Regions from separate parts of the Arachis hypogaea genome. Here region 2 is linked to region 1. Evidence: chromatin contacts called from public Hi-C data. All regions are on one chromosome and are shown on one strand. Each heading gives the region's core, a stretch centred on a gene start, on an enhancer-like site or on the middle of the called end of the contact. The rest is flanking DNA. Distances are from core to core; before and after follow the strand shown. Region 1 has its middle 28 kb from the start of LOC112720471. Region 2 overlaps LOC112720473 (zeaxanthin epoxidase, chloroplastic).

Evidence for each region. Hi-C and Micro-C count contacts between places; a contact is called where the count stands out from the background.
Region 2: a Hi-C map of leaf shows a contact between it and region 1, with 1.9 times the contacts expected there. The contact joins two enhancer-like sites. A contact is called at or near these places in 2 of 8 Hi-C or Micro-C datasets (both in leaf).

What each region holds. Positions count from the first base shown.
Region 1 is chr11:18,695,392-18,698,262 of arahy.Tifrunner.gnm2.J5K5, forward strand. No RefSeq gene overlaps it. Among protein-coding and RNA genes, the nearest start is that of LOC112720471, 28 kb to the left of the region's middle. Within about 2 kb of position 1,415, at least 1 of the 3 cell types and tissues checked has open chromatin away from gene starts, as enhancers often do.
Region 2 is chr11:18,766,720-18,769,590 of arahy.Tifrunner.gnm2.J5K5, forward strand. It overlaps LOC112720473 (zeaxanthin epoxidase, chloroplastic), which reads right to left. Exons shown (of 16, transcript XM_025771425.3): 16 at 2,357-2,667. The coding sequence ends at 2,587. Among protein-coding and RNA genes, the nearest start is that of LOC112720473, 6.6 kb to the right of the region's middle. Within about 2 kb of position 1,447, at least 3 of the 3 cell types and tissues checked have open chromatin away from gene starts, as enhancers often do.

The DNA of each region.
Region 1 (2,871 bases), core at 165-2,664:
AAAAAAGGATTAAAAATTAGCAATTTTAAGGCCAAAGAAGCTTGCTTTCAATCATAGTACAAAATTAGGAAGAAAACTTAAAAACATGCAAATTACATGGATAAGTGTGAGTAAAGTTGACAAAATCTACTTAATTCAATACAAAATAAACCATAAAATAGTGGTTTATCACCGGCGTTCCTCCCCTTTTTTGCACACACGCCCGACGGTAGCTCTCCAAGCCCGGCGTCCAAATAAATCCTGAATGTGAAATTGAGCCACACCCAAACGCCTAGTGTTCATCAACCTCAACTCCCAAGATGCAACATTATTAAGGCCCAATCTTAATTATACAAATCATAAGAAGCATTAATCTCATCCAAAAATTCAAGATTTAAGAGATTAGTTATCATTAATTCCTTCTAGAAAGAGAAAGATTTGGATGTTAGGATTTGTTTCTAGATTAGATTTGAATTATTGTTAAGATTTTAATTGAATTTAAGTAGGTAGTTATCTCATCTTTTCTAAAGATAAGATTAGAGTTAATTTTTGAATTTGAATTTTAGATAGAACTTTGGATATAAATAAGTAAACAAGGTTCACAAGAGAGAGTAATCGGGAGGAGGATCTTCGGATCCCAATCCATCAGATCACACTGATGACTTGCATCATCTACCTATTTGCTCATAGAGTTTTTTGTCAAAAAAATGAGTGCTCTCTCACTGAAATAATGCAATATTGATGGATATATCATGAATTTTTGGAATACTACTTTGAATATGTGTCTTGCATGAATTTCAGGAGAAAAGAGAAGCAAAGAAGATGAAAAAAAGAAAAAGAGGCAGGGCGTGTCAACAGCGTGCCAACTGGCGTGGCACGCTGGGCCAGAAAACCAGAGAGCATCATGGATGAAGTTAAAGCTGGCGTGCCTGACAAACCCCATTTGTAGGGTTTATCTTGTATTGATTTTTGGGGATTTTATCACCTTTTACCCATATTTATTCAAGAAATAGCATGGTTTTGTATATTCTCCTTTAATTGTGCTTGAATGTGAAAACATGCTTTTTAGGACTCAAAATAGCTAAATTTAATTCACCTTGATTCTATTAGATGCCTTGATATGTTTGTTAAGTGATTTAAGGTTTAGTGCCCTGGGCGTGTCCCTAGGCGTGGCACGCCCACTCTCCAATAGGGGCGTGCCCTGAGTGTGGCCCTGGCATGGCACGCTGGACCAAAGTCATAGAGGAGACCCTGGAACTCATTATCAAGGGCGTGCCACTCAGCGTGTTATATGGCGTGGCACGCCAAGCTTACAAGTGAAGGCATGACAAGGGCGTGCACGAAGGAGTGGCATGCCAATCTCTTATACTAAGCGTGTTTCCAGGTGTGGCACGCTGGGCTTAGTTTCGAGAAAGAGGGTTTTGAGTTAAGCAACAAGGGCGTGTCCACGAGAGTATCAAGAGCATGGCGCGCCAATCTTTCAACAAAGGCGTGTCCACGGGCGTGCCAAGGGCGTGGCACGCTGTGCTAAAATTCCAAAAGCACTCCCAGACCTCTCCAACAAAGGCGTGTCTTCTGGCATGTAGTATGAAGTGCCACGCCAAGACTACATGAGTGAGCGTACCAGTGGGCGTGCTTGAAGGCGTTGCACGCCAATTTATCACAAAGGGTGTGTCAAGGGCATGCTAAGGGCGTGGCACACCAGGCATCCAGAGCAGAAGAAACTCAAGTCAAGGGGCGTACCAAAGGGCATGTGCTATGGCGCCCCACGCTGGTGTGCAAAGTCAGCGTGCCACTGGACGTGCTCGAAGGCATGGCACGCTGGGCTTAAGTTCCACGGAGTGTTCCAGGAGCCATCACAATGGGCATGCCAGCAAGCGTATCCTAGGCGTGGCATTCCAGTTCTAATCCTTGAGCGTGGGAATGGACGTGAAGCTTCAGAGTGGTACGCCAACAATACTGGCGTGTTAGAGAGCGTGTCCTAGGCGTGGCACGCTGGGCCAACACTACAGAGGGAAATCTAAGGGTTCCAAAGCAAGGTGTGCTAGCCAAGTGGGGTGCCAAGTCTGTTTACGCTGGCGTTCCACTGAGCGTGTACTATGGCATGACACGCCAGGTAACAAGTGCAGAATTTAAGCACTGGGCATGCTCGAAAGCGTAGGACGCCACTCAACATACCCCCAATCAGCAGAAAAGGTTCAGTACCATTTAGTTAGTGAGAAAATTTTAATTGTAATTTTTGAATTTACAAGTTAGAATTAGGAGTAGTATATAAACCCCAGGAAGGTGCTTTATTAGGGGGGGATCTTCTTTTCCCACTTCTGACTTCCATCTTACTTTCCATCTCTTGTACCTTTCCTGAGCTATGAGTAGCTAACTTCTTCCTCATTGGGGGAAGGAGCTCTATTGTACTTGGATGGATGAATAGTGTATTTTATTCTCTTCTTCTCTTCATCTCTTATTTGATTTGCTAGAAAGATATTCGTTCTTAATTCAAGGATTCAATTGTCTTGAGAAAGAAATTGAGTTCTCATGGATTCTATCTGAGCCTTGGAAAAGGGATCATAGAATCTTGCTTGAATTTCTTTCTCACAATTGACTAGATCTGGGTTTGGGTTTGATATAGTGACATGTAATCATCCTAAAACTTGGGTCTATAAGATTGTTTGGCTTTAAATCAAGAACCAATCTTCATCTCTTCTCATGAGCAATTAGATCAAGGAATTGGCAATTGATCAAGTTAAGAGAGATTGAATTGCCAAGGAATTGGAATTCAATCACTTATGATTTGCCAAGAGATCAATGAGTTCCATGATTGAAGATGAGATGAGAGCCATTTTGATCCAGAGAATACAACATCTCTGTACCTCGATGATCCGCCCTATTCTTACC
Region 2 (2,871 bases), core at 197-2,696, 71 kb after region 1:
AAATAGTAACAATCATAAAAAACAGAAATAATTACAAAATCAAAACAACAAAAAATCAACCATTGCAACTATATTAAAACACAATCTTCAGCAGCAATAATCATCCAAAATATTAAACAATAATGATTCAATAACTAAAAAAAAAAAATTAAAAAAACTCACCTTGGCCGCAGAGTAGAGAAGAAGGATGCAGAGGGAGACAGAAAGCAGACGGCGACAAGTAGGGAGGGGCTGTTAGCCGGGACAGTGAAGAGCGTCTAGAGCTGACCATGAGAGATATTCTGTTTGTAGTCTGGAGCGCCTACCTCGTTGTGGAGCTGTTGGTGGGCCTTGGAGTCGCCGGCGAGTGCGGCAGGCTCGAGAGCGATGACGATGACGATGGAATAGTGGGGAGTGGTTGACGGAGCGCTTGAAAACAGTGGAAAAGTGCGAAATCTGGACGGCGAAGTCGGAGAACACCTCGATTTTGTGGTAGTGAGGAGAAGTAGATTGGGAGTCTGAAAGACTAGGTTAGGAAGGGGCAACCGGCACGGCACCGAAATAGAGGCCGGCGACAGAGAGGGTTGAGAAACACTTGCCTCTGCAGTTGTGAGTGAGAGAAGGGGAAGGGAAAGAGCAGGTTGGGAAAGGGGAAGGGGAAGGGAAAGGGTTGGGGAAGGAAAAGGGAAGGCTCGGGAAAGGGTAGGGCTTTAGGCTTTAGCGTTTTTTTTTATTAGACACAAAACTACGTCATTTCTAATGTTTCTGGTTTTTTTTTTCCCTCTAAACGACGTCGTTTTAAGATTTCGATAAATGGAGAATGCTTCAACGTCTACTATGAGTTCCAGAGTGCAACTTCGATGATGAATTTAAGTAATTATTAACTTCAAATATTACTTTAAGACTCGAATGCAACTTCAAATATTACTTTGAAATTTAACTCAGTGGCATGAAACAATTTACTTTTAATATATTTGAAACATTTTATGCTTACAAAGTACATTATATATTTTTTTAAAAATGAATGCTAAACCTAAAAGCCCCCAACCTAGAGTTTCCAGTGCTTTGCTAAGGTAGAAATAGTGCCCGCTCCGGGGTTTTATTCTTTTGTTTCTTGTCACAAAAATTCAACTTTTACAGCACTGTTTCATCCAAATCCTAGCATGAGTGTGAAAAGAGTCGAGTTCTCTCAACATGGTCCTGGTAATTCTGATGAGGTGGAGGAATTGATTTGTTTGGATGAAAAGGATGTCACAAAAGGGGGTTGATGCTTGCTCTAAGAGTCTAATAGGGAGGCTTTTTGCTGATAAAGCCTTTTCTTTTTTCTTGGTATTAACTGATAAAGCCTTTTTTATTGATACCTTAGACAATGCTCTACGTGAAATTTGTTAGAGACTAGAGGGGTTCAGGATAGTAGATCTGGGTGATAATTAGTTTCAGTTTTTTTTTTTTTTTTTTGATAAAGTGGAGTCGCTCAGAATTGGGAAAGGGTCTCTTTTGTTATTTAACAACTACGTCTTGCACACTCGTAGGTGGGCTGAAGTGGAGGACATAGAGGACAAGAGAATTAAATCCTTCCCCATAAATACCAAAAAAAAACCCTCCCCCATATGGATTCAATTCTGGGAGATGCTGGAGAGATTGAAAACAATGAAGGCTGGAATGAAACTGGGAGTATAATAATCAAAATCGAACGAGGATCAAACTAGTCAGATTATTAGATTACTGGATCATTGGTTCAATCATTAGGCCATCAGTTAAATCAATTGACCTGATTATAATTAATATATAAAATTCTACCTCTTCTTTTCATAAGAAGTATTTTTAGTTGTTTTTGTTTGTATCAAATTAAAATTTTGCACTTCAAGTATTTTATTGAAAAGAGATGTAGAAATAATAATAAATAGATAAAATATGTTAGTTATTAAGAAAAATAATAGTTTTTCTAAAATTTATAGATATAATTTAATCAATTTTATAAAAAATTGCATCTCATAAGACAAATGACATGCTAGCTAAGCTGCAAGTTGGTACTCTTCCTTACAAAAGGGGCTAGGTATGAAACTTATCAGGCATTGTATGACTCGTCGATTCGGTTTAAACTGAATTTCAGCTTTTCTTATTAGGTTTGACTAGTTCAATTATTGAAACGGTCTTAAACCTAAATTGGACTGATTTGAGATTTGGTTCACCAGTTTTTTAGTCGAATCAACCAGTTAAAAATCTTCATTTTTCATCCAATTATACTCTTTACTAAAGAAATTCCCGCTATTTTCTTTACCAAAATATAGATTTTGGCATTTTCTTTGCTACCCTTGTTATTAACTTATTATCTTCAGTGAGTAATGCTCCCGCTTGTAAACGGATAACCACAAAATTATAAGAATATGAATCTCTAAAAATACTGTCTTTTTACATATCAAAGTGTTGAACGAAGTGCCTATGGGAGGCAACAACCAACGACTACCTAAGAATTATTGAACAATTTGGTGCCGTTGCAAAATACTCTCTATTCTAAAAAGAGTGCATACAGAAGCTATACAATTCTAAGTATTTGGCTGTATAACATTTTCTTTGACTTACAAATATTTACCTAAACACAGCCATTCACACTTTCATGAGAATTTGTTCTCCTTTCTTCTCAGATATTCTTGGTACTGATCTAGTCACCTTAATGCGGAACGAAGCCTGCAAAATAACTTGGATGCTTAGATATGTCATAGGAAATTAGGTATGCACTATGCAACAGCTATACAAACTTGCACATTTTTCAGGCAAGAGTAATGTATTTGGAAGTTGGATACTCATATACACAAAAAGAATATGAACCTAATGGTAATTGGATCTTTGCTAGGCAGATGTAACATAATTATTTTAGAGTAAAAGTAACTA